Regions from separate parts of the Mus musculus genome. Here regions 1, 2 and 4 are each linked to region 3. The links are chromatin contacts, called in public promoter capture Hi-C maps. All regions are on one chromosome and are shown on one strand. Each heading gives the region's core, a stretch centred on a gene start, on an enhancer-like site or on the middle of the called end of the contact. The rest is flanking DNA. Distances are from core to core; before and after follow the strand shown. Region 1 holds the start of Blmh (bleomycin hydrolase). Region 2 holds the start of Git1 (GIT ArfGAP 1). Region 3 holds the start of Ywhae (tyrosine 3-monooxygenase/tryptophan 5-monooxygenase activation protein, epsilon polypeptide). Region 4 holds the start of Nsrp1 (nuclear speckle regulatory protein 1).

Region 1 (5,511 bases), core at 2,133-4,632, 1.2 Mb before region 3:
ACATAAAATAAATAAGTCTTTTTTTAAAAAAAACTTAATTTGGAATGAACAAAAACCTTAAATTGGAATAGCACTCATCCTACAGTGAGTGCTAAGCTTAGCATAAGCTATTTTCTCAATAATGAGTTGTTGCATTTTAAAGGAGGTATTTAACTAACTGGGTTATATAAACATTTAAAGACAAATGATAAGTTTGGAAGGAAGGAAACAGGAGGATCACTTCAGCCAAAGAGTTAAAATATGATAATTTAAAAATTGAGACATAAATTTTAAAAACAAAACAAAGCAAACAACCAAGTACTTTCTTCTTAAAAATCATGGTAAGGACAACAAAGTCATGCTGAGAAGTACCACTGTTCCAGGATGGAGATGCTGCTCAGTTGGCAGAATGCTTACCTAGCATGCAATAAACCCTGGATTCATCCTCAGCACTGCATAAGCTAGACAGGGCAGTACATGCCTGTGATCCCAACACTGGGAAGTGGAGGCAGGAGGAGGCTATGCCACAGAAGGGCTGTTTCTCTACCTTCCCACTCAGTTTCACAGCTCTACACCCTTCATATGCCCCTGGCCACCAGAATCTCTGCTATCCTTAGATCCTAATGTTCAACCACAACACACCACCATTCCTCCATTTAGTATGTTCCTGATACAACAAAGTTCTAACCGCATACATGATGGCGTCCCTGAAGATTTTATGACAAGCATTAAGAACATAATCATCTTTTCATTTGCCCCTGTAAATGCATAGTCAGAGCTTCTGCAATTTACCGCTTTCTATATCCACTTGAGTTTTTAAAGGTCTACTTCCAATGACACCCACCACTAAGTGAGGTCATGTCTTTAGGACATTCAAGTATTTTGACTTTCAAAACAGAGGAATCTAACCCCTGTAAGCATTCCACACTAGTGAAGACTAGGGTAACTCCAGAGTGCCGCCTTTAACAAAGCATAGCTGCACTGCAGGAGAGGCTAGAAAACGCTGAGAGCCTCTGTGAGGCCTTGGATTAAGGGTAGCACTCTCCTGGAGGAAAATTTAAAGGGAAAATTTTGACATACTTGGATATAATATTTTCACAGACATGAAACCATGTCTACAACACATGGTCAAATGAGAAGGTTTATAAAAGGCACACATAAAAATTCTTAGTTTGCTCTTATATGAAGAGCACTCATACAGAGGATAAAGACTTGATGGATAAACAGAAAAAAACACCTCCCTCCTGGTAGGCTACAGATTTTCTACACTGAACAAAAGTGATTTTGTAACAAAGAAAAAAATTAAATTGTGTTTTTTAATAGAGTAATTTTTGTTTTAGGCTTATCTGTACACTGCCTCTCTCCTGCACACCATTCCTATTTCTGCTACTTCTTGGTGAGCTATTTAGATGAATATTTCACAGAAGTATATTACATCACCCATGTACTATGCTCATGTTCTACTAGTATTTGGAGTAACATGATCTATCACATAAGACCACCTGCCCGATTCCAGATTAACATTTCCAAGCTTACCCTAAGAGACTGCGATCAGGCCATGTTAAGATTATTGTGACATATTAACTAGATCATCTGACAGACCACACATCCCAAGTCCTTCTGAATGAAGGCCTGTGAGTGCTAAGTAAGAACTTTCTGCTACATAATAAGATTATTGCAAGGTCATAATTTTTTTCCTTTAAAATTTAAAAATCAAATTTTCTATGGTATAATTGACTCACAGCAAAATAATACCCATGTTAAATGTATCCTTTGAGCTTTGAATTGCCTTAAGTAGCAATAACATATTTTCTGTCAATACACATAGACTTGGAGTAGTTTCCAAATAAGGGGAAAAAAAATGCAAGGTCCCTTTGGTTCAATTTTTTTGAGACTATTTCTCCTGTTTGGATTCCTAGATAACCAATCTCTCAGTGTAGATGTATTTTCAACAGTTGTAACTGGACAGCAGACAGCAAAACAACAATTCTCAGCCAGCAAGGAATGAGAACTCAAAATACTACAAAGTAACTACTGACAGGAACTATGAGAATAGCAACTCCAGCTGCAACCACAGAGCATATTTAAAAATAGCCGGTTACAATCTGTTGTAATCACTTTATGTTTTTTTCTATTTTATACATTTGGACTTTAGGGCAATTCTGGGACATCTCCTATGGTATGGATATTTTTCCATTAATTATTAATTATTTGGCACAGGCCAAATCTGTTAGTACATAGCTCATCTTTTGCTTTAGGTTTATCTGTCTGCAACTTGATAAGCTGTTTCTCTCTTCTGCTACTTCTAGATGAACTGTTAAGATTAAAACTGCACGAGAACAAACCGCACACATCCAACATCACATAATATCAAAACATGATGATATGCATTCAAAGACCACCATCTGTCACGTTAGGAAACAAACTAAATGCTAATAGGCCACAGAACACTGAAGCCACCACACAGGTGATGTTCTTGGGCCTGCCCTTTTCTAGTGCCTATTCTCTGGCTTACTACAAGTTCTGTCAATGCTACAAAGCTCTGTTATCCCAGGGCCATTTTTAGGACAACAAAATGTGCTGCTGTCAATAAAGTAGGCAAGAAGTCGTAGACCTCACCAGAGCTCTTCTGGTTGGTGACTGGCTTGCCTTCCTGAGGCACAACGTGTTGAAACACATGCTGAGCACCCTGGACCGTGGCCCTCCTCAGACATATGTCCAGCAGATCGTGGGTGGTCCCGACATTCTGGGCAAGTACGAACTGAGGGTCAGAATTTAGTTTCTGGATCAAAGCAGATACCTTCTCCGAATTTAGTCCTGTGGGAAGATCAAACGCCATTATAATTATATCCCCTCCCAAAGAGGCTGACGGGGACAGCTTTAGGATAGGGTCACCGTAGATCCTAGATTTAACTTCGCAAGAGCATCCTGCAGAGTGCTGTACCAGAAAGCCCTCTCCCGGCATCCTCCCCGCGTGATGTCGTCTCTCTCCTGGTGCTCTCCCACCCTCCCGGAGGGCTACATCCCGGCCCTCGCCTAGGTCCGTCCCCCCCTCCCCACCCACCCCCATCCCATCCCACGGCCTTTCACGCCGCCGGGCCTCACGGGTCCGCCGAGCCCGGGAGAGGACCCGGGAAAACACTCGTGGTACCAGCGGTGCCTCACCTGCGTTGTTCATGGCGCCCAAACTGCTTCGTGGAGGAAACGTTAGTTTTCAGGGTTTTCAGGTGAGCTCTGGGGTTACACTACAGTCCGCTGCCTAGCTGGCCGGACCTGGTTCTCGCACCCTAAGCGCCGGAAGAAGGAAACCCGCTCAATGGTGGCCGAGAGAAACGGGGTCCGCGGAGGGACAAAACTCCCCCCTCGCGTTGCTGAGTCAGCGCCATCGGGGCTAGCCCCGCCCGGGGGAGGGCCGACAGGGGCGGCCTTTCAGACTCTGGGGCCCGCACCTCGGCCCGGGAGCGGCAGGGCGAAGCCACCCACGATTGCAGCCCCCACTGCCAGCATTGCTCACTCTTCGCCTCGGCTGCGCCCTCCGCCATCTGTGATCCCTCTTCCTGGCTTCAAGGGCGCCCTCCCGGGATCCCAAGCTCCTAGAGGAAGGAGGCTGAGGGTTCCGTGCTGATGAACCCAGATCCCTCACTGTCTAGCATTGGGGAAACTGACGCTTAGAACTCCTTTGAGAAGCCAGAGGAGGTTTTGTGAAGTGAAAAGGAAGTAAGGGACCCAAAATTAGCCATGGGACGGCAGATCTCAAGAAATCCACCCAAAGGCTTTTCCTGTAGGCACTTAGCTGACCAATCTGTTCATCTTTTTCAATTGCAACTTGTTGCTTAGAGTCTAGTGAGAACAAAGTTCTTGTATTTGAAAGGATTTTGGAACCAATCTCTTTCCCACCCACCCATAAGCTACTACCACGGTTCTACAAATACACATCTGCTCATTTCATCTACACATTCTGGGCTTCGCAAGGCTCATGAGTGGTTCCTATTGAGCCCAGCTTGGGCTAAGGAGAATGATTACGTCAATTTTATGCTTTTTTTTTTTTTTTTTTTTTTGCTAATATCTACAAAACCTGTAAATCACACACACACACACACACACACACACACACACACAGAGTCTTCGAGATAATTAATCAGTTTTTCAAGACGGGGCGGGAGAGTCCACTGCATAATAAAATAAGTACAAATGCACACTGTAGCCTTACTATTCAGATTTTCCATGGAGCCTAAAACCTAAGTCTTAAATTGAAAATCACCCATGGTTCAGAGGAATTCTGATGTCTGGAAAGTGCCACATGCAGACAGCCATCTGTCACTTGAGAATTCAGTCTCTGTGTCCCTGAGAGACTTAGCTAAAGACCTGCAATTCGACATAGCAACCATCTCCAAGGGAGCCCATCAACTACCCTATCCTGTGGGGCTTTTTTTTTTATTTTTTCCATTTTCTGAAGAAAAAAGAAACAAGCTACAACTCATGCTGAAAGAAATCATGGGCCCTTTCACCAAATAAATAAATAAATAAACAAACAAATAAATAAACAATAAAAATGATGTTCAAACTTCCTGCCCAATTGGACTCAGCCCAAAGAATAAAATTGTATTCAACATTTGTGGTGTAACAGGTCCTCAGCAAGTTTCTGCTGATATAAAAAAAATTAAAAACTTTAATCTTGTCATCAAGAGACTCATGATGTGGGACTGGGAGATAGCCCAGCAGATAAAAGCACTTGCTGATGATCTTCCAGGGGACCCAAGTTCGGGTCCCAACACTCAAGTCAGAAAACTGTAAGTCCAGTTCCAATGGGTCCAGCCAACACTTCCTTCTGGCTACCATGGGCACTCATCCCATGTGCACACCTATACACAGAGACATACACATTCAAAACAATTAACGTGGGAAAGACATGCAACAGAACCTATGCTATCTCACAGTAGTGCTATATAAGTAGTAGCTAGCAGTGAGAGCCAGACGCTAGAAAAACAGAGGTGATAAGGCTGGGCTCAAGAGTAGAACACTTGCTTAGCGTGCACAAGGACCCTGGATTTAGCCCCCAGCCCCACAAAAAGAAAAGGGGGACAGGTGGTGATAACTTTGAAGAGTGAATGGAATTTTACGAGACAAAGAGTGAGAGAGAGGGCACTCAAGGTAACAGCAAAGGCAGGAGGCGTGGGAGCGCATGACAAGATCAGCTGTAAGCCTCCCTGCGCCACAATTTGATGTGGTTCAAAGCAAGAACTGGGATGAGATCAGAGGCAAGGCGCAGGACCAGGAAGGTGGGTTTGGGCTGGGATATAAAGGCTTTTATATGCCACACCTGAGCATCTGGACTTTATTCTATGCTTAATTAGAAGTCAAAAATAGGTTTAAACAAAGGAGCCATATTCTCAGATCTGTGCAAAGAAAGATCTGGTGGCTACGGGGAGGGGAGAGATTCTGGAGACAGGGGAATTAGTCAGAATGCTGTTATAGTAGAACACTTGGAAGATAACAACAGCCTTAATTGTGGAGCGTGAAGAAGCATGGCTA
Region 2 (5,668 bases), core at 1,762-4,261, 1.8 Mb before region 3:
CATGGTAGGGCATGCCTTTAGTCACAGCACTCAGGAGGCAGAGGCAGGTGAATCTCCAGCTTGGTCTATATAGTAAGATCCTGTCACAAAAAAAAAAAAAAAAAAAAAAAAAGACAGAAAGACAGACTACAGGACAAACACTCACCTGGCTATACAGCCAGCTGGGCAGTGCTGGTGCATACCTTTAATCCCAGAACTCAGGAGGCAGAGGCAGGTGAGTCAGAGTTCAAGGCCAGTCTGGTCTACAGAGTGAGTTTCTACAGCTAGGACCATATAGAAGAGACCTTGTCTTAAACTGCACACCCCCCCTCAAACAAAAGACCACTACCATATTTGTTCTTGTAAGAAGGCAAATGAGTCTGTACATTGCCCTGCAACATATTCCCCAGCTCTGGTGACTTACGGCCTGGGTATCTGAAGATCTTTCCTCCAGCCTATCAGAATGTAAGGCCCGATGTAAAGGTGGTGGGTTGGGAAGTGAACGTTTGTTAGCCAGGCCAGAGTTCTTGGGACCAAGGCAATGAGGAAGAGTAGGCAGAGGCAAAGTAAGGGGACAATCACCCTGTGATTGTGCACCCTGACTCCTGCCCTCTCCTGGATTCCCAAGGCAGGCAGGGGCACAGCACCTGGTAAGGTGACACAAGCTGCCACAGCAGCCACATTGTGTCCTTGCAACATAGTCACACCTGTCTCTGAGCACAGGCTCACCTCCTACCTCTATCACACTCCAAGTTAATAAACTACAAAACCACCATGACCCCACTCCATGATCTCACTCCATAGCCCTGGCTGGCCTGGGGATCTGCCTGCCTCTCTGTCTCTCAAGTGCTGGGTTTAAAGGCATGTGCTACCTACCATACCCAGACAATAACAGAGTTCTATCACAGTGACTCTGTGACTCTGGGCTATAATGGGATATATATGGACTATATTTTATCATATGCATGGGATATGAGAAGGTCAGGCATGCTTATGCTCTCTTGTCTGGGATGCTATAGGCCTAGATCAAGGATGCCATTGTCTGTCAGACCCAGTGTGGCACAGGGCACTCCTGACAAAGACCAACACTTGTACCTGGGGAATGGCTGCCACGTGGCAATCACTACACTACACACTAGGTGCTAAGGTGGGATAATGAGGAAGACTGTCAACGCTCTGCCCATCTGCTTAGTAATTTGCATTCTGCATCAGAGAGAGGAAAAGAAAAGAATCCTGAGGCAGGCCTGCCTCTGTCACATGAGGATGGGGGCTATGAGCTCAGTGGCCTAACATCTAACACACCCTGTTCCTCCCAGCACCGACTGGGTGTCCAGAGGCTGCAGCCAGCCAGTCACAGACTCTATCTGCTCCAGAACCAAGAATGTAGACTGGGAAATGCAAGGGTCCTCAAAATCCATTTCTGTTCCACCTGAGACCCAGAGTGAGCAAAGCATCATAGAATAAGCTGGAAACAAAGCTACTACCTGACCCTGGCTCCCCTGATGGGGCCTGCTAGGCTCCACAGACACACCGCTCATCCATTCAAGGCCAACCGGGGAAAGGGAGTCGTCATTTCCAGCTAACTAGGGGTATGGATGTCCATCTGTAAACGGATCTTCTAGGACCCTCCAAACCGTGACATATCCTAAGGAGGTCTCAGGGTCAGTCACCTACAAGGTGTCCCATGTTCATGACTCTGCAACTACCCACAACTCCCAGTACTCCAGTTTAGATCATGAGAATTACAGGACCATCATTCCTTGGGCTCACGGTCAGATCTTGGGATTTTAAGGGGTGACTACAAGTTATGGGCCTGCATATCAGCACTCCACACTCTCACCTAATCACATCTTCATTACCCAGAGTCCATAAGACCCCGAGACTGTATGGAGACACAGCTTCTTTTATAGAGGATGGGCAAAGGCCAGAACTTCCTGCCTCCAGCCAGCTGCTGAGTCCCATCAACGGCTGTGTCCTCCCAGAGAAGGGACCAGCCTGGTGAGTTGTTGCCCTCCCTTCACTTCCTCAGCAAGCCAAGGGGGCTTTCACAGCAGCTCAGACCGACTCACTCTGCTGGTTAGTAGGGAGGAAGCAGTGTGTAAGTCCAGTTCGCTCAGGAGTCAGCTGGACCAGGGGAGCATAAGCAACCTCACCGCTTTCTCCTATCCAATGAGCTAGAGACCAGGAGGGATCGGCGTCTAGACTGAACCAATACCTAGCACACCTTCTCCAACAGGCCTACCCGGAACAGGAAAAGCTGAGTCTAGATGTTCCCAGACACCAGCAGGCCTGGAGATGCTTCCGGGGAAGATGCCCATGCTTAGATTGTTCCTGAACACCGGGCCCTCTAAGCAGCCCCAGCCTTGGGAAGCAGGGGCGGGGAGTCTTAAGAGTAGCTGCCCCTGTCAGGTGCTCCCTAGGAGCTCGTATCCAGGCCCCTTGCCCTCCACCGCTCCGGCGGGCACGCGGGCCATGTGAGCAGCAGGTGCAAGACGCGGGGGTGGCAGGGATGACACAAACCATCCTAGCGCCCACCTCCCACAGCCTGCCGGCCTCCGCCACAGCCCTCCTGCCACACCAGGCTGGCGCTTCCGTCTGGATGCCGCGATGGAGGTGGGAGGCGGTTCCCTCCCGTTCACCGGCTCCAACGCACAGCGCCCCCCGCAGCCGGCCCTCCCGCCAAGGACGCCGCTCCGCAGTGGCCCCCGCCCCGCCCTCCGGCCCGGCACAGCGCTCCCGCCAGGCCTCGGCGCCCGCCCGGCGGCGGCCTGCGGCGCGGTCCCGCCCCCGACCCGATCCCGCCGCTTACCCGGAGCGCTGCAGTCCGCACACACCTCCGCTCGCGGCCCCTTCCGGGACATCCTCAGCGGCGACGCGGCCGCAGCCCTCTGGGCCAGCGTGGGGGGCGCGGGCGGCGGGCCCGGGCGGCGGCGGCGGCCCTGCGGCCCGGCCCGGCTCCCGCAAGGCCCCGGCGAGGCTCCGCGCGCGCGGCCAACCGTCCGCCCCCGGGGCTGGCCCGGAACCCGCCGTGCCCGCCCGCCCGCTCGCCCTCGGGCGCCCTCCGCCCCGCGCCGCCCCGCGCCGCCCCGCGCCGCCCCGCCGCCGCTCGCCGCTCTCCCCGCCCCCTGCGCGGCCCAGGCCGCTCCTGCAGGAAGCAGTGAAAGCCCTGCCCACCGGGGGAGGGGCGGCCCGCACCCCGCCCCGGCGCTCCGCTCAGCTCCGTGGCTGAGCCTCTCGGAGAAAGGAAGCCTGCGCGCAGGCGGGAGTGGACGGGGGTTCTTAAAGGAGCCGCGGCCCGCGCCCGCCTGGTCTGCAACCGAGACACACGCTAGCACTTTGACCTTCACTTTCCGATTGGGGAGTGGTCCAGGGGACGCTCGGCCCAAAAACCGAGAGACGGACGTGGTGGGGATCGGGGTGGACAGGAAGCATTCCCAGGCACAATGCTCCTAGCGGTCAGAGGCTGGGTTGGGGTGAGGTGTGTGTTCTGGTCCCCTGTGTCCAAGTCAGTGTGTCCAGGTGGGTCTGTGGCCATATCCCTGCGGTGTACACTCACTACCACCAATATGGACGGCCAGGTGCCCGAGAGGTCACTTAACTGTGACTCCCTCTCTGTGGGACTAAAAATACATCATTCTTGTTTCAAATAGGAAAGCAAAGAATCTGGGTGATTATTAAGAGTGTTGTGTGCACCAGTAATAACTTGCTATCTGTTTCGTGTACATCAACGATGTTTCCGGGCTGCCCGACGGGTGTGTATGTATCCTAAGCATATGCTTATAACAGGAGCCAATTTTTGTAAGGATTTTTTTTTTCTTGGACTTCTCATGGAGACGGGGGTGGGGGGAGCAAGGAACTAAAGTGCATGTTGCACGTGGGTGCACCCCACACTGAGCATGCTCCCCCATACACGTGTGACCCGTTTGTGCCCAGCCCCCACCCCTACAGCCGCAAAAGGGCTGTCAGAGAACTCAGCTTATGGAGAGGGCAAAAGCACACAACACCAGGTTGGGGGGGGGGGGGTGAGGGGCGGCGGCGCGCTCGTAGGGGAAGGGGCAGGTCAGCGGTGGCAGAGTTAAGGGAGATTCCTGGGTGTTAGGGATTCCTGCTCAGTAATAAAACGGAGGTTTGAGGGGAGTCCTTGGTTAGGGGTGTCTGAGTGGGTCTATTTCTCCCAGCAATGCCAGAGCAGCAGTGACTTGTGGGTGGGCAGGCTCCTTCCCTAGGGGGAGACAAGTAATGCTTATGAGTCACACCACCCAAAATACACGCAAAGTTCCATCGCCTTTTGCTGCAACCCAGATTGACAAGTTTGTTTGAAATTGTGATCCACAGGATATATTTATAATCTCACCTTAAAAAAAAATCTTGCAGACACCCCCCACCCCCAACCAGTAGCTCAGCAGGTGGGGCTTCTGCCAGCAAAGGGTGGTGGTCATGCCACACCATGCTGCACTCATACCCAAGAGTCTGTAGGCTTGGTGGCCGCAGCAATGGAGGTGGGAAGCAGTCTAGCAGCTGAAACTGGGCGCGCAGCCCAGGAGCAGTGGCCGCCCGTTCACCCCGGATCGACCCCCAGCTATGGAATTTCATTTATTAAATGTCGAGGCAGCTGCTGGCAGCCCCGTCGCTTGGCTGCCTTTGTTTCTTCGCTGTGTGGGCGCGTCTGGAGCACGTGGCAGCCAGGGCGTTGAGACCAAAGGGAAAGCGACCTGGGCTTCGTGTGATAGCCGGCCATCTGGCAAAAGGGCAACCTAGCCTCTAAATGCATGCTGGCCTCTCTCCTTTCTTGGAATACAGGGCGTGCAGAGGAAGAATGATTCACGTCCCCCCACCCCGGCCACCCTATCTCCCTATTGGCTCAGGGACTGCCTGGGAGGGACCCTGGCTCACACAGTCCAAACTTTGTTGCAGAACCCCCAACCTCACCACAGCCAAGCTTTAGAGCTTGAAGATGGGGGAAGAAGGGTTTCTGGCTTCCCCGAAGATGTCATCATCCCAGGAACTGAACAGCTCAAATGGAATCATACACAAGGTTTTGAAAACGATTTAATGAGGAATTGTACAGGCATTCTCGCGGCCTCTCCTAGTTGCCCCTCCTTTCTCTAGCCCCCTCCTCAACTCGGGCTGCAATCACGACACTCTGCTGACCCCTGGCGGTGGAGGTGGGCTGCGGCTCTGGGCTGCAGAGACGCCTACCGGCTCCTCCCAGGCTGCAGAAAGGGGCGAGGCAGTCTACTCAGTCCTCCCGGGCCTGGCACCACTGGGTGTGCAGGAAGCAGGAGAGAAGAACACACAAAGAAACCCAAGAAGGGCGCAAGGAGTTTGCAAGCTTTTGCTGTCGCTTCCCACACAAACACTCTCTAGATTGTTGTTCTAAATCGGGTTGGCCAGGAATTCCTTATTTCTGCCTTGAGGTGGGCTCGAGGAAGGCAACATGTTCGCTCCTACCACCTGTCTCAGGCTGGTTGAAGGAGAGAGGGGCCGTTTTCAGGCAGTTCATACCCTTAGCTCATCCCATGAGGTAGTATCTGATCCCAGTTTAGAGGTGAGTGGGCCGAGAAACTCTGAAGGATAAGCAATTTGTTTAAGATCAAGCAATTGTTACGGTATTTAAATACAACTCTCTTGACATTTTCTCTCCCAAGGCATCTTGGTCCTTTTACCATTTGCAGGTGGCCGCCACAGA
Region 3 (5,415 bases), core at 999-3,498:
CTCCTCCAGCTCCCAACAGGAGCCCAACTCACTACAAACTGAAATCTGCAAGACAAAATGTAGTTCAGCGTCTTTCCTAAATTGGAGGTTTTGAGGTCTGCTGTTCTACTTTCCAAATGCTGGGCCTGTGACTTTGGCAAAGACTAAGGACTGGTGGTTCAAAAGCTTCCACAGGAGAAACTGCCATTCAAGGAAAAGGGTCTGACCTAACATTTGAAAAAGCAAATGTTTTAACTAACATGGAAAAAACATGAGGAACACTTAATTCCAATCTTGTCTCATTGGACCCTACCACTTCCCAAACATTGAACTCACAGGACCTAGCCTTAGTATTCATGCCTTTAATCTCAGCACACAGGGAGGCGGAGACGGATCTCTGAGTTCAGGACCAGTATGGTCTACATAGTGTTTCAGAACAGCCAGAACTACACCTGCAATTAATTAAATCACAGGAACCATGTGTGTGACTTTTCATTTTTAAATACTAGTTTAATGGCCTATTGCCTAACTCAAATATCTAGTTACACTTCACAAACACAGTAGATATGTCAATGAAATTCTCAGAAAAAAAAAAAAAAAAAAAAAAAAAAACTAGACTGCAATTAGCAGGAGCTAAGTTGAGAATCTAGCATGTACTAGGGTCTAGTCTCCATCACCTGCAGGTGGGGTGTGTGTGTGTCAAATTAACAGAAGAGTAACTATTGAAATTTGTGTGTGTGTGTGTACACACACACACACACATATACATATATATAAAACCATTCTCTTAAAATGGATAAAACAGAGCTGTGGTGTAGCACAGTATTTGAGCACTTGTCTTGCTTGCATGCAATCCTGGGTTTGAGCCCCAATCATGTAACAATGAAATCATAAAACAGAAAAACTACAATCTTCTACATTCCTAATTCAAACTCCCCAAGCCTCAACTGAGTGCTCAAAATAGGTAAAGCTCCCCAAGCCAAGGAAGAGCATGCATTCCACCCGAACTTGGGTTGTCAACCCAAAGTGCTACTAAACATTATTTGAATTAACCATTTCTCAGCAGGTCTTTCCATACTTCATAATGACGAGTGTGAATAGTACAGTCGTCAATTTTACAAACGGGTAAACTGAGGCACTGACTCTGCAAAGGGAAATTCGTACTAAGGAATCCTGGCAAGCCTGGTCTCCTGTATTCTAGCCATCAGAACTCCGTGCCTATGAAGGATGGGGACAGAAGGGGGAAAAAAAAAACCCGCAGCAACTTTAGGATATCCTGGGTAAGAACAAACGGGGTAGGAGTGAGGTTCTGCACCTCCCCGGAAGAAGGCGAGGCTAAAAAGCCCCCCAAACTCTCAACTCCAAGGTGTGTCGGCCCAAAGGAAGAAATCCAATCGCAGCATCTCAGCTCGCCTCCACCCAAGGAGGGAGGCTCTGCAGTGATTTCCAAACACTCCACCCTCACCAGAAGACTCCTCTCCACCGCCGGCCCCGAGAAGCCGTCCGTTCCAGAGGCTTCTCCTTTGTGAGGCTCCACGGCCGCCGCCCCACACTGGGCCTCAGGGGAAAAGCCACCGCCCCCACCCGCCATATTTCCCCGAAAGGCGCCTAGCGCTACAGCTCCTCGATGCCGCCCTCTCCCGAGCGACCGGTACCGTTCCTCACATCGCCCCACCCAAGTGTCCTCCTCCACACCCCGCCGCGGTTCCCGAGGGCTCCCGTGGGGATCGCACGCCGGGAGCCGGCACCCGCCATCTCCTCCCCCCTCCCCCGCCCGGGGACTCGCCCTCCCCCTCCAGCCGCCATTTTACAACCAACTCCTCCACCCTCCGCCCCGGCCTGCTGGCGGGCGAGCGCCTGCAAGCTAAGGACACCGGAGGGGTCAAATCCCTAGGCCCGGGGACTCCCACCGCGCCGGGAGCCCGCAGGCCTCGGCCTGCTTCCCGACCCACGTCCCAAGCCGGGCTCCGAGACGGCTCCGCCATTTTGTCTCCGGTTCCCGGCCTCTGTGGGCGGCGGCGGAGGGTCCGAGACTTCCAGCCCCCCGACACCCCCCCGACTCACCGTCGTATCGCTCGGCCTGCTCTGCCAGCTTCGCCTGGTACACCAGATCCTCCCGATCATCCATTGCGGCAGCGGCTCCGGCAGGGTCTGCGCGACGGATGGAAGCGGATAGCGTCTCCGACTCTCTCAGCTTCTCGCTCCGCGTCCGAGCAGGAAAAATGGCGGCGCCTCAATCCGGGACTTCCGCCTGCGCACGCGGACAACTGCTCAGCTCTATGGCAACCGCTCCCTGGCAACTGGCGCGGGGGGGGGGGGGGGCGGATCCCGGAGTTCGGCGCCAGAAAAGGCTGGAACCAGCGCGACAGACGCCCCTCCTCCGTCGGCACAGCGGGCGGCCCTGTGGCGAGGCGGGAACTGCGACTGCGACGGAGAACGGCCCCTGGAGCGGCTGGAGGCGAGGTCGGCCTAGACTGCGGGAGGGGAGTTAGCCAGAAGCCCGTGCGGGGCGACCGCGGGCTGGCCTGTGGGGGACAGAGCGACAGGCTTGATGGGTTCTTGCTACGGCAGGCCTTCCTCGTTGAAGATCAACCGGCCCTGTGCATTCTAGCACATTTTTCTCATCCAATTTAAAGAATTGACAAGGACAAGAAGGGAAAGCTCGAGTTTTCACGCATCATCATCTCCCTTGCTTCCATACTTTAAGCATTTTCTTCTCCCCTCCAGCCATATTTTATCTCTTTGGCCTATCGTAGATAGGACTTTTGTTTAAAATCTCTGGTTTTGCTTCAAGCATAGGTGAGTGTGTTTAATTCCAACACTAGTGAGGTAGAGGCGCAAGGATCGAGTTTGGATCAAGTCCCATCTACAAAGCAAATTCCAGGTCAGCCAGGGCTACATTGTGAAACCCCCATCTCAAAAAAAAAAAAAAGGAAAGAAAGAAAAAAGAAAAAGTGGTCAATCTCAGCTAGTTAAGGGAAACCCTCACTCGAGGGAAAAAGGAGACATAGTGGCTTGCCTCACTTGGAGTGCAAGGTGCACCTGAGGTGTGTAAGGGCAAATTGACATTGATGAGTTAGAAATAAATAATCCTCCATGGGGATTGCTTCACTTGCAATGGCCACGCCTAGTCTGCTTCCTTATGGATTTTCAACATCTTATACTCAATATCAGCTTGCTGCTGAGCCATGCAGAAAAAGGGCCTCAAAATGAGTGTGAAATCAAAAGGTTGGGATCAAGGCCTGAGGTCACACGCCCAGAGGTTTGCATCTTAGTCTGTGAACGGACAGGAATTGTTTTGTCCAAACGCTGGAGACTGACCCCCACAGCTTCCACCGTGTGTTTTGCCACTGAGTTATAGTCCTATCTGGGCAAGCTGTTTTGATGATTCTGAGTGGAAGGTGACATCGTCATAATTGTACTTAAGAAAAGTATTCCGTACTTACTGAAGCGGTGGTTCACGCCTGTAATTCCAGCACTGTGGAAGCAGAGACAAGGATTGCCACAAGTTCCAGGCCATCCTGGACTAAAAATACCCTACCTCGAAACACAAACACAAAAAGAAAGGAGCTGGTGGTGAGAGTTTTGGTTTCTTCAAAAACCCAGCTATGGTCTGTGAATGTGTTTGCGTTTTAATCCCAGGCGTGGGATAAGAGGCGGCTTCGAAGCAGGTGACTAGGATTTACCTTGTGCACTAGCAGGGCTGTGGTCTTGCCAGCTGCGGATAGTTTATGTTTGGATTTCTGGAGACTCTGGAGAGGAGATAAATAAATGCCAGAGCCCAGAGGGGAACAGGGGCACTCCAAAGAAGAAGGCTGCTGCTCCTGGTTGCTTTTGTTGCAGTTTGTCAAATGGCCATAAGCAAAGAGACAAGAAGTTAGAGATACCCTGACGACAAAGATTAGACTTGCCCCAAGGACCCCGATGCCCCCAGTGAGCAGGAAGTAGCCTTTAGAGGTCTATATTCCCTTTCCCCTTCTTTCTCTCCTACCTAGTGTTGGGGGGGGGGGGGTTGGAAGGGGAGGTAGAGATATAAAAACCCAGTAAAATAGACAAAAAATATGCCAACAGGAGAAAGAAAACATTGCATAGCAGTAATGAACAAGAATGGTAAATTATCATATTACAAAATATAAGCAAAAGTAATCGATACTAGCCTCTGGACAGAGAGGAAAGGACAGACAAGAATAGCATCACGGAGAGGCCACAGGACTTTGTAGCTGACCAGCCATGTGAAATAAAACTTGACTTCCCACCTTCCCACCCTGTCAAAGGAATGAGCAACAGTACCAGTAACATAAAAGAAATACAGAGCTGAATATGGTAACTCACACTTATAATCCCAGCACTGAGAGGCTGAGGCAGGAGGATTGCCATAAGCTTGAGGCCAGCCTTGGTTACATAGTTCCAGTTCCAGGCCAGCCCCAGAAAAAGGATAAGACTATGTCTTTAAAGCAAACAGGAAGGCCAGGGATAGTGGCACACTTGGGAGGAAAAGCAGTTGGACCTCTTGAGTTTCAGGCCCAGCCACAGAGCAAGTTTCAGGACACCCAGTGCTACAGTGTGAGACCCTGCCTCAAAAAATACACACAAAAACCATGACAATAATAAAAAAAACAAACAGGAGTCCAGGAAGAGTTGCTGGCTAAGATAGAGAGAAAAACATGAACTCTTCTTTAGCACGTGCTGGTTCTGAGATTCCCCAAGCATTAGGCAGGTAGAATAGCAAACATGGAGTTGAAAGGGGGCTGATAAGCCTGGCATGGTGGTATACCTGTAATCCCAGCACTGAAGACAATGGGACTGGAAGATTGGGAGTTCAAGGCCACTCTCAGCTACACATCAAGTACAAGCCCTCCTGCCTTCCTAGTGCAGTGAATTAAGGTGTGTCCCACCACCTACTTTGTTCTTTGAGACTGACTCTCTTTCTGGGACGTGGAACTCTCAGTAGCCTAGGATGGCTGCCCAAATAAACCCCAGAGTTCTACTTGTCTCCACTCTCTGCTGCAAAGTTCACATGTGAGTTCTGCAGGCTGAACTTGCACTATCTACCCAGCCTCTCTAATAAACATTTTGTTAACACACATTACACAGAATGGCATTTTGGCATTTTTGTGCAGGGACACAGTGTTTAGGTCCTGTCACCCCCTTGCCTTCTCATCCCTCACACTGGCTGATCTCTTCCTGCTCACAACTGGTCTGTCTTACTTTCCTGTCCTTGTGTAGTGAGAATTTTGGTTTCTTTAAAAAGCCAGTTGTTCTGTAGCGATGTTTTTGCTTTAATCCTAGGTGTGGGATTAGAAACTGCTTCACAGCAGGTTACTAGGATTTGCCCAGGATTGCTCTAGCAGGGATGGGGTTTTGCCAACTGCAGTTAGTTTCTTTGAATGTGTGACATTTGGAATTCTGGGAACTTTTCAGAGGGTATAAACTACA
Region 4 (5,458 bases), core at 1,534-4,033, 1.3 Mb before region 3:
TCTTTCTGGCTGTATTTTTAGAGATCAGGGAAAACAAGCTTGGGGGAAACACTTCAAGTCAGGATCTCACATGAGCAGAGAACATATGGGGAAAATGAGAGCAAATGATAGGTGTTTATAACCTGTGATGGTTCTTCTCAGTTGTCAACTTGACTATATCTGGAATGAACTGCAATCCAGAAATGGTGGGCACACTTGTGATCTGGATCTTGAGCCTGGAAGACATAGGCTTTGATCTGAATCTTGAGGTGTGATGTCACAGGCTTTGGATCTGGATTGACACAAGCCTTTAATCCAGATCTTGAGGATACCTTTAATCTGGGCCATATCTTCTGTTGGACCTAGATAAGGACAATGGAAGGAAGCAGTTTATTCTCTATTTGTCCGCTTGCATTCACTTTGCCGGGACATCTGTTGGAGCCTACTTCTTCAGGCTGCAGCTTATTATAGAAGACCAGCTGAGACACCCAGCCTCATGGGACTGAGCCACTACTAGATTCTTGGATTTTCCACTCACAGCTATTGATTGATTGTTAGGTTAGTTGGACTGTAGACTGTAGCCTTCAAGTGAGTGTGTGTGTGTGTGTGTGTGAGTGTGTGTGTGTGTGTGTGTGTGTGTGTGTGAGAGAGAGAGAGAGAGAGAGAGAGAGATTCCATAAGTTCTTTAACACTAGAGAACCCTGACAAATTGGGGCTGGAGAGATGGCTCAGCTATTAAGAGCACTGACTACTCTTCCAAAGGTCCTGAGTTCAATTCCCAGCAACCACATGGTGGCTCACAACCATCTGTAATGGGATCTTTTGGTGTGTCTGAAGAGAAGGACAGTGTACTCACATATATAAAATAAATAATTGTTTAAAAAAGGCATACTATGCTAACATTAATCAAACAGAACTGGTTATACAAAAACAGGAATGAATAGAGTCAATTTTTTTTTTCTTTTGCAGTGCAGGAGTTCAAACCCAGGGCTTTGAGTATGCTAGGTAAGTGTTCTACCTTTGAAACATAAACCCAGATCTCAGTTTCAATTCTTAATTATACCAGAGTTATTGTAACAGGACACCACTATCCCACATGTCCACATGACTTCCAAATATATGGGGGTGGGTGGAGACAGATCAGAGAAACAATTATGCAGCCTTTTTATAGCTGGTTACTATAAGTTGTTAGGACCTGGGTAACATGTTAGGGCCTAGGTAACTGTTACTTGTCTAGCCTGCCATTTTGTGCTGTTACTAAGGAATCTTATATGCTGTCACTGCTGTTGCTAGGATGTTCTGTGCTTCAGTTTCTTGAAAACCAATCACAAGCAATTAGAACTGCTTTGTATAGTTAGCCACGCTAAGCTCGGACCCAAACGTGAGCACATGTATATGGTTTTTACTTTTATAAGCTGCTCCTGGGATGGACCCCAACATAAGAAGCCATTTGGAATAAAACTTCCATTTTGAGCAGGGGTTGAATAAAGTTCCTACCTAAGACATCCCAGGGAATTGACATCCTACTTGGTAGAAAGAGGCATGTACATGGATAACTGATGTCCTGGTTGGCAAGTTAAGACATGAATGTTAGGCAAGTCCTCTGCCACAGTTGAATACCTCAACTAATGAGAACAGGATAAGTGTACAAAAAAAAAAAATGCTTCTGATGAAATTGCCTAACTCTAAATCCTGATTGGTGGAGTAACTTGGCACAGATGTTTGTGGATTTTAGGCTTAAAAGCCCTATAGGATCTTAACTCAATGCCACAGTCAGCTCCTGAGTTTGGTCTGTGGACCTGATTTTTCAGTCTTGGGGTGTGATATTTAATCTCTATTAGACTGAGATTGGTGTCTGAGTGGTTTGTACGGTAATTCCCAGACACCAACACTAGTTCTAATTTTTTTGTTGTTGTTTTTGTTTTTTGAGACAGGGTTTTTCTGTGTAGCCCTGGCTATCCTGGAACTCATTTTTAGACCAGGCTGGCCTCGAACTCAGAAATCTGCCTGCCTCTGCCTCCCAAGTGCTGGGATTAAAGGCATGCGCCACCACGCCCGGCTTTTTAAAAAAAATTTTTATTTTTATTTTTTTGGTTTTTCGAGACAGGGTTTCTCTGTATAGCCCTGGCTGCCAACACTAGTTCTAAATGGTGGATGCACAGATGAAATGTAGCCAGGTTTTGTCTTTTAAAATGGGGTGGCACACTTGTGATGAGTTACTGTCATTTAGAAGGCTGAGGCAAAAGGATATTCTGGACTATAGAGCAAGATGGTCTCAAACAACTGCACTGCTAATATCAGTTCTCGGCGAGGGTGCCTGCATTTCCAGCATTCCGAAAGCTGAGGCAGCAAGATCTTGAGTTCTAGGACAGTCAGGGTTATATTATATAGAAAGGCTTTATTTAAATAAAATAATCAGTTCACATTGAGGTTCTATGGCTTTTCGGTTTTTTTAGTCACTCAGAGCCAGCTACACTGAGCAGCAAAACAAAGCAATAGATGTGTAGGGAGCCGTTTTGAAACTCATTAAATTCAGATAATTGGGGCCCACTCCGACTCGGTCCGGATTCAGCAGGCGTCGCGGTTGGACGTGACTCTAACACTATCTCCAGTGACGAGGCTCGTCCCCGGAGCGCGGTCCACGAGCCTCTCTCTGGACTAGAACTTGGTCATCGCCTCCCCGCCCTGACTTTAAGACTCTGAGCCGAGCCGCATCCTAAGCAAGACACAGCGGTAGGCTCAGCGGCTAAGCGAGTACCGGAACCGGAAGTGCGCGTATACACGTCGGCGTCAGCGTCTCGTCACGTCCGCGTCGACCAGGTCCAGCGGAGACGGGAACAAGATGGCGATCCCGGGCAGGCAGTGAGTGATGGGGAAGTTAGGGTCCGGCTGGGGAGTAAGAAGCCAGGGAGACTGAGTCTTTAGGCCGAGGCGTCTGAGGTCGCCGGAAGTGCAGGGCCACCCCCGCCCCGGTTAAAGGCGGGAGAAGGCGAGGAATTCCGAGCCACTTAGGTTCCCCACCCCCCGTCCGGTACATTTTTCCAGGTTGCAAGCCCGAAGTTTGAGAAACTTGTGAGGAAATAAAGGAAGTTAGGCTGAGGGGCAGAGAGCGAGACTTTTCTATTTTCCAAAAGCTCGGTCTGAGGCCCCTCAGTCTTGCTTCCTACCCCGCGCTTGAGTTTCTCCCGGTTGGATGCGCTCAGGGGCACCGAGAAGAGAAACTCCTGGTTGCCTTTGAGGGCCTCGTTCTCCCTGGCAGATGCTCAGGCAAGACCAGCCTCCCGCCCTCCCTCCTGGGGTTACGAGTGTGGTGCTGAGAAGCCACAGAAAAGAGTAGGCATATAGGAAACTGGTCTTCGCTGCCGGGAAAGACACAGATACGGTTTACCTGCCTGGAAATTTATTCTTGGGCGTGTAAACCTTGCAGTGCCAAGCATGTCCCGTGGCCTTTGCATTTTAAAGCCAAAACCTCGAGAAACGAAACGTATTAAATCTGGTGATGGCCAAACCCAGGCACTATTGCATGTGCCAGCAAGATTTTGCTGAAAGGACCCTGATATAGCTGTCTTGAGTGAGGCTATGCCAGTGCCTGGCAAATACAGAAGTGGATGCTCACAGTCACCTATAGGATGGACCACAGGGCCCCCAATGGAGGCGCTAGAGAAAGTACCCAAGGAGCTGAAGGGGTCTGCAACCCTATAGGTGGAACAACAATATGAACTAACCAGTACCCCACTGGAGCTCGTGTCTCTAGCTGCATATGTAGCAGAAGATAGCCTAGTCGGCCATCATTGGGAAGAGAGGCCCATTGGTTGTGCAAACTTTATATGCCCCAGTACAGGGGAACACCAGGGCCAAGAAGTGGGAGTGGGTGGGCGGGGGGGGGGGTATAGGGAACTTTTGGGATAGCATTTGAAATGTAAATAAAGAAAATATCTAGTTACAAAAAAAATGTGGTGATGGTTTTCAGAGGCGCTGAAGCAAAGCAAACGAGCCCAGTGGACGGATGGGAACTTGCCCCCATGGTGACTTGCTCGCAGACAAAAGCAATTGAGCCAAATAAGTGAATGGGGACTTGCCCGAATCTCTACGTGGGTTTCTTAGTCAATTTTTCAAGATCTTAGCTACTGTGTGGGAAAAAAATCAGAGGACAGTTTAGAACATTTTGGTTTTTAGCAAGTTTGCAAAAACCACTAGCCTGTTTAGGATTCCTGTCACTTCACTATCTAAAACATTGCTGTAGTCTTCATTTTCTCCTTTAGTAAAAATGTTTTGAGTTTGGCCCAGGTAGACAAATAATAATAACAACTATAAAATGACATTAGAATTTTGAGGTCGTTGCAAAGCGGTTAGTCCATTATGTGTTCATAGGTTGTATGACATGTTTTGATTTGGGAAGTTCATAAGGAAGAAGTAGTGGATGTGTTATGTTCTTTAAATGTTTATGTTATTTAAAGATAATGGTGCGATTTCTATTTCAAAAAAAAATTACGCAGGTATGGGCTTATTTTGCCAAAGAAAACACAGCCGTTGCACCGAGTTTTACAGAAACCGTCAGTGTTTGGGAGTGATTCTGATGACGATGAGGTAAGGGGCCCTATGCTTAACTCATGTATTTTAAAAACTGCTTGTGAATTTGTCTTCACCTTTGTTTATCAGTACAGTGGTTCTGGAGTATCTTTACAGACCCTTCAAAAAAAAAAACAACCTTTAAAAAGCACTCAATTGCTATTTTCTGTATGACCAAAGATGACCCCCCCCCCCATAAACTTAGTCATTTTTAGATAGTTTGGTACACTCTTTATAGTCACTTAAATACCAGTGACCTAGCTGGCTTGGAATTTAATGTGTAGACCAAACTGGCTTTGGACTCATAAGGCTCTGCCTGCTTCTGCATCTGCCCTCTGTGTGCAGGATTAAAGGCCCGTGATTCAGTACCTAGCAGTGTTACATGTCTTTGTTACTTAGGGTACGTGGCTAGGCTTTGTAGGATCTAATTCTGTTGTAAACTGAAGGCCATCTGCATAATGTCGCTTTCAACCAGTTTAGAGTTCATCGACAGAGATGCATGCAAACACTGAGGCAGGCTGAAATGTGGAAAGAAAAATAACTGAGGATTTTTCTGTGCCTACTATACTTTGATCTTCACAATTACCCTCTATTACTTTCATTTTACTGATGAAGTTGGAATTCAAATAGGTTAAGGAATTTTCCCATTACTAGGCCTTGCAGCTCATAAATAAATGGCAAGACCACGGCTCAAACACAGCAGACGGATTAGATGGTTCCGACCGTAAGTCACCAGCTATCCAGCCTGGCAGCCTGAGCTCAGTGTCTGGGTGGAGGGAGAGAACTGACTCTCAGTTTGTCCTCTGACTTCCACTTGTATGTCGTGGCCCCTGTGTGGACACACACACACACACACACACACACACACACACACACATACACACAAGCAAATAGATGCAATAATAAGATT

The links. Promoter capture Hi-C pulls out the DNA fragments that hold promoters and counts their contacts.
Region 1: a promoter capture Hi-C map of hippocampal neurons shows a contact between it and region 3, with 5 times the contacts expected there. The contact joins the promoter of Blmh here to the promoter of Ywhae in region 3. A contact is called at or near these places in 2 of 39 promoter capture datasets (hippocampal neurons and liver) and 1 of 9 other capture datasets (adipose tissue).
Region 2: a contact with region 3 is called in a promoter capture Hi-C map of liver, with 5 times the contacts expected there. The contact joins the promoter of Git1 here to the promoter of Ywhae in region 3. A contact is called at or near these places in 4 of 39 promoter capture datasets (cranial neural crest, liver and pre-B cells).
Region 4: a promoter capture Hi-C map of pre-B cells shows a contact between it and region 3, with 2.0 times the contacts expected there. The contact joins the promoter of Nsrp1 here to the promoter of Ywhae in region 3.

Annotation. Positions count from the first base shown.
Region 1 is chr11:76,943,527-76,949,037 of GRCm38.p6, reverse strand. Blmh (bleomycin hydrolase) reads right to left here and starts at 3,382. Exons shown (of 12, transcript NM_178645.4): 1 at 3,145-3,382; 2 at 2,599-2,796. The coding sequence starts at 3,157.
Region 2 is chr11:77,490,755-77,496,422 of GRCm38.p6, reverse strand. Git1 (GIT ArfGAP 1) reads right to left here and starts at 3,011. Exons shown (of 20, transcript NM_001004144.1): 1 at 2,789-3,011. The coding sequence starts at 2,840.
Region 3 is chr11:75,729,720-75,735,134 of GRCm38.p6, reverse strand. Ywhae (tyrosine 3-monooxygenase/tryptophan 5-monooxygenase activation protein, epsilon polypeptide) reads right to left here and starts at 2,248. Exons shown (of 6, transcript NM_009536.4): 1 at 2,044-2,248. The coding sequence starts at 2,107.
Region 4 is chr11:77,075,762-77,081,219 of GRCm38.p6, reverse strand. Nsrp1 (nuclear speckle regulatory protein 1) reads left to right here and starts at 2,783. Exons shown (of 7, transcript NM_001012309.2): 1 at 2,783-2,841; 2 at 4,476-4,566. The coding sequence starts at 2,822. Mir423 (microRNA 423) reads left to right here and starts at 3,048; the gene lies at 3,048-3,156.